Regions from separate parts of the Mus musculus genome. Here all the other regions are linked to region 3. The links are chromatin contacts, called in public HiChIP or PLAC-seq maps. All regions are on one chromosome and are shown on one strand. Each heading gives the region's core, a stretch centred on a gene start, on an enhancer-like site or on the middle of the called end of the contact. The rest is flanking DNA. Distances are from core to core; before and after follow the strand shown.

Region 1 (3,791 bases), core at 946-3,445, 1.2 Mb before region 3:
ATCCATCTCCCCAACTTCCAGCTTTCAGTTTCTGAGGAGGGGTCTCGTGCTTCCTAGGCTGACCTCAGACTGTGTAGCAGAGGGCGGTCTTGATCCTGATCCCCCTGATTCAAAAACCCCAAGGTACCATCTTGCATAACTCACAGCTTTCTTAGAATTGCTCCCCCACTTCTCAACTACCCACTTACAGAACACTGTGAGTTGCTTATAAAAATAGAAAATATTAACCACTACATTTGTTTCAGTAAGCAGTGACTTGGAGCAGAGTTGGCAGCCTTCCACAAAATCCATCAGCTGGCTCCTGCCATCTCTCTTTCCCTCACTCAGAATGTCCCATTCCAAGTTCCCATCTGTCCTCACCCGAGCTTCTCTATGGGGACTATATTTCCAGGTTTTTGTTGTTGTTTTGTTTTTGAGACAGGCTACACATGACCCTGGTAATCCTAGAACTTGCTCTGTAGACCAGACTGTCCTTAAACTCTGGGATCTGCCCATCTCTGCCTGCCAAATATCCAGAAGTTCTTTAAAATAGGTTTTTTTTTTAAATTAAAAGTTTTTTTTTTTTTTTTTTTTTAATTTTTAAATTTCATCTGACTTTCTGTGTCTGAATGTTTAGCTCTACGTGTGTACACCAGGTGGCACTGTGTGGTCACTGGAGGTCAGAAGACCCAGCTTGGTTTCCTGGAACTGGAAAACCATCTGTTGTGAGCCACCATGTGTATGCTGGACCATGTCTAATGCCAGTCCTCTACTAATTCAACAAGTGCTCTTACAAGCTGAAACATCTTTCCAGGCCCTAAAATAGCTTTTCTTTCTTCTTAAGATTTATTTATTTTTACGTTCATTGGTGTTTTGCCTGTATGTATGTCTATGAGAAGGTGCCAGGTCCCCTGGAACTGGATTTACAGTTATTGAGTTGCCGTCTGGGTACTGGGAATTGAAGTCAGGTCCTTTGGACGAGTTGCCAGCGCTCCTAACTGCTGAGCCATCTCTCCAGCCCCATAAAATAACTTTATTTTTCCTTTATTTTATTTTCGGTTTTTAGAGACAAGGTCTGTGTGTAGCCTTGGATGTCTTGTAACTCCCTGTGGGCGAGGCTGGCCTCAAAAGTCTTAGTGACCAGCCTGACTCTTCTGGGATTAAGGCTGTGCCTCCACCGGCTGGCTAGCATAGCTTTTCTTTTTTTTTTTTTTTCTTTTTCTTTTTTTCTTTTTTTGCCTGTGTGTGTGTGTGTTTGTGTGTGTGTGTGTGTGTGTGTGTGTGTGTGTATGTAAGTACACTCATGAGTTCGGGGTCAGGCAGCTAGCTGGAGTTACAGGTGGCTGAACTCTGGTCGTCTTCAATAGTTGTATGTATTCTTAACCTGCTCACCTTTCCAACTCGTAACTTCAGGTTTTGAGACAGGGTCTCACACTGTAACCAAGGCTGGCCTCAAACTTGTAGTAGTCCCGCCTTAGTTCCTGAGTGCTCGTATTACAAGTGTTGGCAATCTATTTGAACTAGTGATTAATTACTTTTAGTTTTTGATACAGGGGGTCACTATTTATGTACCGTTGGAACTCTTACTACTATGTAGACCAGCCTGCCAGTGCGTCTTCAGAGAGCTGAGATTAAAAGCTTGCCCCACAGTGGCGGGCTCTAATATTTTTTGGAGGTGGGGATTTAATTCAGGGTTTTGCGTACCACTCGTGCTATCCCTGGGCCACGCTGTCGGCCGCTACGATTTTTTTCTTTCTTTTTCTTTTTTTTTTTTTTTGGTTTTTCGAGACAGGGTTTCTCTGTGCAGCCCTGGCTGTCCTGGAACTCACTTTGTAGACCAGGCTGGCCTTGAACTCAGAAATCCACCTGCCTCTGCCTCCCAAGTGCTGGGATTAAAGGCGTGCGGCACCACTGCCCGGCAGGCCGCTACGATTTATTTTTGTTTCAAGGAATAATCCAAAGCCAAATGCAAAAAGTGACCTTCAGGTTTTACCTGCGAGATAAAAACTGGTCTGGGCTTCGTAAGAGGAGGAAAGACACGTAGAACATCCTTGTCTCTTGTTTATTAAATCCTGCGAAATGCTGGCTTTAGATTCTAGAACACTAGCCTGGAGGAAATAAAATGGCACAGAACCCAAGCCAAGAACCAACTTGGACCTTAAACGAACACCTCAAACCCACTCCCCGCCAATGCTGTAGGAAGAAAGCTGTTGCTAGGAAACAGACTGGGCGCTCGGAAGTGACATCATCTCTGGGCGCCGGGGTCAAGGAAGGGAATTTAGGGAGGAGATTCTCTCCCTCTGCCCTATAAGGTTCTCCCATGATTCTTTCTTTCTCTTCGCCATCTTTACCCCGGCAGGCCGACATCTATCACCATGAAGTAAGCGGGCGCCCGGTGTCCCAATCCGCCTCCATCCTGAGGCCGAGCTACCGGGGATGGCTCCTCTTTGCAGCGCACATACTAACGAGCTTCGCCTTTTCCTTCCAGGGTCGAGCTGTGCAGTTTCAGCGGGTACAAGATCTACCCGGGACACGGGCGGCGCTACGCCAGGACCGACGGGAAGGTAAAGGCCGGCTGGGCCGAGCGCGGCTCGGGACGCTGGGAGTAGAAGGACGGTCCTCTCTCCCCGAAGGCCCCGGGACCGCGTGTGGGATGGGAAACTTGAGGGAATATGGATGGTGTGTAAACCAGGCTGGAAATGAGTGCTGTATGTAACCAATGGGAAAGGGAAATGGGCTTCAGGTCTTTTGGAGTCGGAGAGGGCTCAGAGCCAGATTTCTTTGAGTTTAGCGCCACCCGACCCTTTGCGACTAGTGTAGATTTTTCGGCTCCTGAGAAGACTGTAGCATTGATGCCACCCTGTCATTTGTGTCACAAAGAGGTCTCTTGCCTCCTTTATATATTTATATATTGAGAAGAGAGAAGTAGAATAAAGCTGGAGGAGGACGTCAGTCTCCACTTTGTGTAAAAGGATGACTAATTTGAATTTGTTAACTGCAGGTTTTCCAGTTTCTTAATGCAAAATGTGAGTCAGCATTCCTTTCCAAAAGGAATCCTCGGCAGATAAACTGGACTGTCCTCTACAGAAGGAAACACAAGAAAGGGCAGTCGGTAAGTGGAATGCAGCTTGCTAGTAGCCTCTTTTAAAGTTACACTGTCAGATTTTGCCAGGTTAAATTTTGGTTAAACAAAACTATGCAATGTGCTCTTGAACTAAACCATCAGACAGTAGCAGAACTTGTTAGTGTGGCCTTGGGTACCATAGCCTTCCAAGCTGTGTGTTGAAATTTGAAATGATTCCTCTCTGTAAGCTTCATTTTGGGTTGAAGAGGCCCTTAGGGGATGGTAGGTGTTGCTCTGGGTGGAGGTGTGGTGCTAGGACAACAGCTAATAGTTAGGCTTGGCATGTGTGAGCCTCGTTAAATAGATTCTAGCTGGGTATTATAGTAAACAGTGGTCCCAGATGTGAAATATGTTAAGTGGGCATGGTGGCCCACTCATGTAATGCCAGTGTCTGGGAGGTAGAAGCAGGAGGATCAGTAGTTCAAAGTCAGCCTAGGCTACATAAAACCTTGTTTCCCAAAGCAGAGCACGCAGTACAGAGTTAGTGAAAAGAAAGATGAATTATATTTATTAGATCCTTTTGGATGAATAAATGGGGGGAGGGAATCTTAGAGGTGTGAAGATGTAGAGAAACAGAAATCCTAGAATAAAATGATACAGCTGTTGTAAACCTTTTAATTAACTCAAAATGTTATTTATTTTGGTTTTTTTAGACAGGGTTACTCATAGATCAGGTTGACAACTGTTA
Region 2 (3,650 bases), core at 338-2,837, 1.2 Mb before region 3:
GCTTATCAATTCAATCCTACCTATGGGCGAAATGTTTCAGTTAAGAAACTCTGCATGACCCCTGTATGTCTGATATTAAAGTGAGCTTTACGAAATCAGGCAAATTATGAAGAAAAGGGCTGCTATTTTAAGTTACCAACATAAAATAATCAATGTAACCCCAACACTGTTAAGATGGAAATATTATTCACAGGACAGAATGTCCCTCAACTGAAAGGGTGGCAAGTACACTGCATACATACACACGAATTTCTTTAGACGTTTAAGGTACATTTTAGCAGTACCTTAAAACGATGTTCTCAGTCAAGGCAAAAGGACCTTAAGTTCAAGGCCACCCCAAGATACTTTAGGCTATAGTTTTTCCTCAAACTACTTTTAACATATAGAAGGTCTAAAGTAAGAACTAAAATCATTAGCTATTTTACTAGTTTATTTTTAAAAAAAAACAAAATGAGGAAGAGACCTGAGAAAGTGGCCGTGGCTTGTAATTCCAGTACTCAGGAAGCCAGAGCTAAATGAGCTCCTAGCTCAAACCGGGGGTGGGGTGGGGGCGGGGGTGTTCGGCAATTAACAAACTTGGTAGACCCTACTTTTGGCCTTTATGCGATACTGAACCTATATGTTCTCACATTTAAGTATTTCAAGGATAAGCCCGAAGAAAGCCAGAACAGTGAAAGGCTAAAACATTCTAAGCATGTGCTAATTATCCTTCCGACAAAAGGGCGTAGGGGAAAAGAGACTACGCATTTCTTTTCCTTTATGTACACCATCAAAAATTACGGGGGTAGGAGGAACGAAAAGATAGCTATAATCTGAGTTTAATTTCGCGACAAATTACAGGAAGATCACACCTTCCTACCACGCCAACGAAATATCTGACATAGACTCCGCTGCTGGCAGCCTAAGAAAGATACCGGAAAGAAAGCGAATCAAACCCTAATTTCAAGCGTTTGCTGCTTGAGCCAGATTCCCCTCTCCCCTGCATCGCCTCGACTTATGCCATCGCAGGGTTTATAAATGTTATGTCTGAAAATACAGCAGAGAGTGGGCTGGGGTCTTCCACCTCCGCAGCGAAAAAGAGAGCATCAACCCTCGTTACGTGTAACCGAGAGGCCGGCGACCTCGGAAAGCCGGCATGCGGCCAGTGCCCGCGGCGGCTCGGCGCTCGTGCGGCGGCCTGAGTGCGCAGCGGGCCCTGAGCTCTCTGCTGTTCGGACTCCCGGGCCAAGCTCCCACCTCCCTTCGCACCGCCCGGTGGTAACCGGCGGCCTCTCTGATTAGGCGACGCGGACCTCGATCTCCCCCGCGGGCCACACCGGGCGTGCCCGGCACTCATCAGGGCCCAGCCCCTGGCCGGGCGAGCGCCAGCTCCGCCGGCTCCTGCGATGCCGGAAAGCCCCCCAACCCGCCCTGGGAACCCCAAAGAAAGGCCGGAGTAGCCCCCGTAGCCCGCGACGCTGGGGTTGTGTTCACCTCCGGCGGCTCCGGCTCGCTGCGGCTTCTCTGGCTTCTCCTCTCCCGCCTTCCCGTCCGCCATCTTCCTCGCCGCGGCCTCCCCCTGCAGCCCGGGCAAGAACGTCACGGCCCCGCCCAGCAACCACAAAGCTTCGGGCGGGCCAGCGAGGCCGCAGCCTAGAGAGGACCTGGAACCCGAGACGGGGACGGATGTGACGTCGTTGGCTGGAACGAGGTGTGTGGTGACGGCTATGGAGGACTGGGCGGTGGGATGGCACGTCCGGGTTAGTACGGACTCACCGATCGTGGAACGGTGGGTTCAATCCTAGGTGCTTCCACGCTCAGCGGTGGTCGCGGCTGGTCCTTCATTTTACGGGATAGGGCTGTGTTCTTACAGAGAAACGTCAGCAGTTAACGGACGCTGTCTTAGTGTTGACACCGTCCAGTGCGGTCCGGTGTGCAATTATCGTTTCCATTTGTGCAATGACACCGAAAAGAGACTTATGGAAGATCACGTCGTAGAGCCTTACGGAAATTGGGGCGGAAGAAATTTCCGCGGCTTTTGCATTCGTGAAAAATTCAGCGTGAGAGTTGTAGCAAGCAAGCAAACATTAAAAGCAGAAATAGGTATACGTGGAGGTCAAGGGCGCTTCCTGCTGTTTCAGAGGACAGTTCAATTCCCAGTTGGGTGGTCTACAGTTAACTGATAACTCCAGTTCCAGAAATCCGACTACTAAGAGTTCACACTCACTTGCATATATTCAAACACCTGTTTAAAAAAAAATACATAAAAAACAAACAAAATCCCCGGCTACACTCCGAAGGGCAGGAGCTGTCTTTCTTACGGAGAAGGGTAGTTTGCTCTACTGCAGTTTGGAGATGTCGGCTTTGTATCTACCCTATTCCACTCATCCCTTCTCTAATAACGTTTAAAATACGCCCCAGCCCAGCTTCAACGTTCGGAATTGCTTTGAATTAGAAGTTATTCACTTCTTGGTGTTTTTCAAGGAGTTTTCTTTACTCCTATAAAACTGTCTGGAGTAAAACTGTCTGCTGGTTAAATCGCCCTATTCTTTCAAGGTAAAAGTATCCGACAGAGTTTTATCATAAAAGCTAGTGCCAGTCTTGTCTCTTAACCTTCATGGACACAATGAACAGCACAAGAGTTGTCTTGTAGCGTTCCCTGCCTCTGTGCTAGCACCAGCACTTGTCTTATACTCAACAGTAAAATACAGGACTCGTCTCTTCCAGATTGGAAACACCTGTTAAGTCCTGCCTCTCCTAGAAACCTTTAGTAGATTCATTTAGTGTCAATGAAATCCATGCATCAAGTATGCTACAGCCTCATCTGTTTCTTACTTCTTTTTCTCTATACTCATTCCTCTGCCCAAATTTGGTCAATTCCTAGCCTGTAATATACACCCAGTATTAGAGAATATAGTTCATTCTGTCCTCCAAGCAACATTGAGTGTTGCTGTCCACAGACCTGCTTTTACTTCTCCATAAAATATCAGTGGACTGTTGGTTGTACCTCAGTTGGCCAAGTGATTGCCTAACGTGCAAAACCCATGGTGGGTTTCATCTCCAACACTGCATAATGAAGTGGTGGCACATATGTCTAATTCCAGTACTTGGGAAGTGGAGATAGGATCAGCCTGGGGTATGGGAGACCCTGTATCCAAATAAATGCTAGTACCCCTTCAACAGGTGATCATGGGATAAAGGTATCATCCTTAGCTACACAGCCATTTCAGTACCTGCCTGAGCTCCATGAGGGCCTACCCCCAAACTAAAACAACAGAACAGAGAAACATGGATGTTGGTAACAGTGGCTATACTGAATCATCCGGTTATCTCAAGATCAGAGTTTGGATCCCTAGTATTCACATAAAGCTGGGGTGCCAGTCATCCTAGTGCCAGAGAGGGAGAGGCTGAGACAGGAGGTCCCCTGGGGTTTGCTGGCCAGCCAGTCCAGCCAAGTCGGCCACCTCCAGGTTGTATCAAAAGTTAAAGTGGCACCAGGGATGGTGGCCATGCCTTTAATCTCACTCAGGTGGATCTTAAAGGCAGCTTAGTCTACATAGTGAAAACACAACTCAAGATAACTAAGACAGTCCAACGACACATGTGTGCATACCCACATGTACACACACATCAGCATATAGGCACAAAAAATTAAAACTAAAAAGCAGCCA
Region 3 (4,009 bases), core at 283-2,782:
TTTTATACAATGGAGTACTACTCAGCAATTAAAAACAATGAATTTATAAAATTCTTAGGTGAGAACTAGAAAATATCATCTTGAGTGAGGTAACCCAATCTCAAAAGAACACACATGGAATGCACTCACTGATAAGTGGATATTAGCCCAGAAGCTCAGAATACCCAAGATACAATTCACAAACCACATGAAACTCAAGAAGAAGGAAGACCAAAGTGTGGATACTTTGATCCTTCTGAGAAGGAGGAACAAATTACCCATGGCAGGAGTTATAGAAACAAAGTGTGGAGCAGAGACTGAAAGAATGACCATCCAGAGACTGCCCCACCTGGGGATCCATTCATATACAATCACCAAACCCAGACACTATTGTAGATGCCAACAAGAGCCTGCTGACAGGAGCCTGATATAGCTGTCTCCTGAGAGGCTCCACCAGTACCTGACAAATACAGAAGTGGATGCTTGCAGCCAACCACTGGACTGAGCACAGGGTCCCCAGTGAAGGAGCTAGAGAAAGGACCCAAGGCGTTGAAGGGGTTTGCAGCCCCATAGGAGGATCATCAATATGAACTAACCAGTACCCACAGAGCTCCCTAGGACTAAACCACCAACCAAAGAAAACACATGGTAGGACTCGTGGCTCTAGCTGCATATGTAGCAGAGGATGGCCTAGTTGGTTATCGATGGGAGGAGAGGCCCTTGGTCTTGTGAAGGCTCTATGCCCCAGTGTAGGGGAATGCCAGGACCAGGAAGTAGGTGTGGGGGGGTTAGTGTGGGGGGGGCGGTGGAATAGGGGGTTTTCAGAGGGGAAACCAGAAAAGGGAATAATATTTGAAATGTAAATAAAGAAAGAATATAATAAAAAAAAGAAAACTCATCAACACAGTGATAAATGGCACAGTAATTTTCCTACCTCACTTCCTACATGAAAATAGATTCCATATGGTTTAAAACATAATTAAAATAGTATCATATGAGCATGTAAGAAAAATATTGAGAAAAAGATGTTAAGATATAAAATTGAGAAGCTTACAAAATATATGGATACATGGATATAAAAGTAAAAGAACACTAGCTGTGGATTTCTCCACGGTGTCAGCCACGAGCAAACAAGACGGACTAATCAACGTGAACATACCTGTAAGAAGTGTGCGAGGACCATGTTCATGTACATGTCTTCTTCCTCTCTGCCACTGCCCATAAAACAGAGGTGCTCCCCGCCTGCTATGGAGCCAGACTCAATGGACTGTTTCTGTGCTTCTAGCAAGGACTTTACTGACTGTGCAAACTCAGATGGATTCTGGAGCATCTAGATTATTTTAAAAAATTAGAAACTTGGCAAGCATGTATTTGTAAAACCGGAAACTACATCCATGCAAATTACCAACATTAAAAACCAAGCATTAAAGGGATGGAAAATGAAAAGGCATAAATAAGTAAAATTCCAGGGATATGTTTATGTATATATTGGAACAAAGGCTGAGACAAACACTCCTCAATCAGAAGGAAGAACTGTTTCACATGGACCACTGCCCAGCTACAGTAGTCCTGAGTCATGATGACACAGTTTAGTTCTGAACAGAGGAAATAACAAGGACAGATTCAAACAGTTCTGCTTTTCCGTTTCCTCTTACAAGGCAGTCCACGTATGTCTTAGAAGACATCAGAAACAGTAGAGACCATTTACTTACCATTTTCTTTAGGTATTGATAAAACAAAAATCAAAACCCATTCCTCACCTTCAATGAAGTAAGTATACCAAAAACTACAAAAACTCTAAGCTCTCATTACTAAAATCCCATACAGCAAAAAAATCCAGGAGAAAAACGGGCAGATCAGAGAGAAGAGCAATTTAATAGTTTTGAAGATTGTTATGTCTGAGTGGCTACATGAGGGATCAGAGCCTCTGGAACTGGAGTTAAAGGCTGCTATGAGCATCACGTGGGTGCTGAGAAACAAACTCAGGTTCTCTACAAGACCAGCGTGTGCGCCTAACCTCTCAGACAGCTCTCCACCCAAGGAAAAAGCAACTTCAAGAAGAGAGGAAAGGAGTTTTCTCCTTGCTTGCTTACCTCTATTTTCAGTCTATTCTAGAAAACAAACAAAAACCCATGACTGATAACGCCCAGGAATGCTGATGACACAGAGCATTACGGAGCCAGTACTGAGGTATAGGATCGTCAGGCTTTTTAAAGCCACATCCCCCAACCCAATTATTCTACTTTAAAGAGTCTCTTTACAGAGCTATTTGGAAAACGACACAAAATACGTGTAAAGTTTTCATCACCAGCTTCCTAACAAAACTGAGAGTAAACTAAGTATACATTCACCGAACAACAAACTATGATCGTTGCTGCACCATGGCCCTCTGTGAAACATTAAAGGGAACGTACTTAAAGGGAAAGGTCCCAAGAAACCACGAAGCAAAGGTAACGTGGCAAAGAAAGAGTATGTATTCAAGGTGAAGACTGAGCAAGCTGATGACAGCTGATTCAGCATATTCTCTGCAACGTTAACTGATGAAAAGGAAGGTACCCATGAATCATGAGAAAAAGCAGGGGCAGGCACAGCTCTCACTCAGAGGACACAGACAGGCTAGCAGGTCCTTTCTCACCCGATGTCCAAATTCTAAGTAGGACCTTCATTTTCTGTTAGTTTCCTCTCCATACCACCTAGCCTTCCGGCTCCAGGACCACTATCTCTAGACAAGATGAATGAGGAGGGAAGGCTGTGTATTCAGCTGGAGGGGAGGGGGTGGGGGAGGGGTGGGGGTGGAGGGCACCTCCCTATTCAGCTGTCCCCCACCTCTGAGGCTTTAACCTTAGAGAGGCTTACATGGCGCCAGTCTCCGTGCCTCAACAGCTCTAAGCGCCTCTTATGATCATATTTACTTTACTCATTCTACAATGGGAGTTACCCTAGGCTACGGTGACTTTAACAACTGAGCAATTATATGTCAGATACAACATTGCCTGCATATTAGTTATAAAAATACTCATAAACTTTAAAAATGTCTTATAGCAAAAACTTATAGGATTCTTATCCAATTATGCTAAGAGCTCCTATTTCTACAGTACTTACAAGGTGCAAGGCACAATGCTAAGTGATCTACCTGGGAGATAGCTCACAGCGAGTGTAGAATTTACTGACATAATAATGGGAGGAGCGTGAGCCACAGTTAACAGACGTCACTTTATGACAACTGCCCCTAGAAGAAAAGGGACCTCAAGCCCCTCCCACAGGGCAGCTGCCAGAAGACAGCACCCCATTGGGTCACGTAGATCTAGCTAGAAGCCAGAGGGAGATCCACCCCGTCTCTCCCAAAACATCCGACGTGCACATCGACTAACCAAGTCTGAGTCTAGGTGGAACGCGGTTGCCAAATGCCCAGCATTGTACTGCTCCGCAGGACGGCAGTCCACCACGAAGAACCGGACTCCTTCCTAAAAAGGCAACAACATGTGGCATTGTGGGATTAGACATGAAGTTCACACCATACAACCAGATAGTAAAAAAGAAACCAAAAAGGGGGTGGGGGGGGAGGGGGGGACAGGCTGTTTTTAAATGGATCTCACAGGGAATTAGGCGGACCCAATTTATATACACACAAAAAGGTAACCGTTAAGATGTAAATACATTTTTTCTTATGTATTAAGCTTGAAAGTCTCACTATGTAGCAAGAGTCTGGCAATCTGAACAAAAGCTCTATGTTAGAAATAGACACTTTATTTCCTTAAACTCAATGCTCGACAAACTGTAATTTTCAGGTCCACAGACTTACAGGCCATCCAAAGAACTGTTTCTCTTGTGTATGGAGGAGCCAGGCTCATATGTGCCCTCTTCTCTTTTGTTTTCTTTGTTTGTTTAAGACAGGGTTTCTCTGGGTAGCTTTGGCTGTCCTGGAACTTGATCTGTAGACCAGGCTGGCCTCGAACTCACAGAGATCTGCCTTTCAAGTGCTGGGACCAAAGGCATGCACCGCCACTGCCTAGCTACAACATATTTCCGT

Evidence for each region. HiChIP or PLAC-seq counts read pairs in DNA pulled down with a chosen protein or histone mark.
Region 1: an H3K27ac HiChIP or PLAC-seq map of bone marrow-derived dendritic cells shows a contact between it and region 3, with 18 times the contacts expected there. The contact joins the promoter of Rpl24 here to the enhancer-like site in region 3. A contact is called at or near these places in 6 of 39 promoter capture datasets (the C10 cell line, the HPC-7 cell line, embryonic stem cells and 3 more), 3 of 115 datasets of contacts at active chromatin or transcription factors (astrocytes, bone marrow-derived dendritic cells and pro-B cells) and 1 of 9 other capture datasets (liver).
Region 2: an H3K27ac HiChIP or PLAC-seq map of bone marrow-derived dendritic cells shows a contact between it and region 3, with 12 times the contacts expected there. The contact joins the promoter of Pcnp here to the enhancer-like site in region 3. A contact is called at or near these places in 2 of 39 promoter capture datasets (liver and neutrophils) and 2 of 115 datasets of contacts at active chromatin or transcription factors (bone marrow-derived dendritic cells and forebrain).

Annotation. Positions count from the first base shown.
Region 1 is chr16:55,964,080-55,967,870 of GRCm38.p6, forward strand. Rpl24 (ribosomal protein L24) reads left to right here and starts at 2,196. Exons shown (of 6, transcript NM_024218.4): 1 at 2,196-2,359; 2 at 2,468-2,543; 3 at 2,981-3,091. The coding sequence starts at 2,355. It overlaps Gm6958 (MLV-related proviral Env polyprotein-like), which reads left to right. Exons shown (of 1, transcript XM_001480210.4): 1 at 1-969.
Region 2 is chr16:56,028,130-56,031,779 of GRCm38.p6, forward strand. Pcnp (PEST proteolytic signal containing nuclear protein) reads right to left here and starts at 1,588. Exons shown (of 5, transcript NM_001024622.2): 1 at 1,474-1,588. The coding sequence starts at 1,537.
Region 3 is chr16:57,188,124-57,192,132 of GRCm38.p6, forward strand. It overlaps Tbc1d23 (TBC1 domain family, member 23), which reads right to left. Exons shown (of 19, transcript NM_001358433.1): 10 at 3,351-3,443; 11 at 1,139-1,309. Among named protein-coding and RNA genes, the nearest start is that of Gm16892, 23 kb to the left of the region's middle. Within about 2 kb of position 1,533, at least 93 of the 459 cell types and tissues checked have an H3K27ac peak or open chromatin away from gene starts, as enhancers often do. A contact at or near this core is called in the HPC-7 cell line and bone marrow-derived dendritic cells, where this site is marked.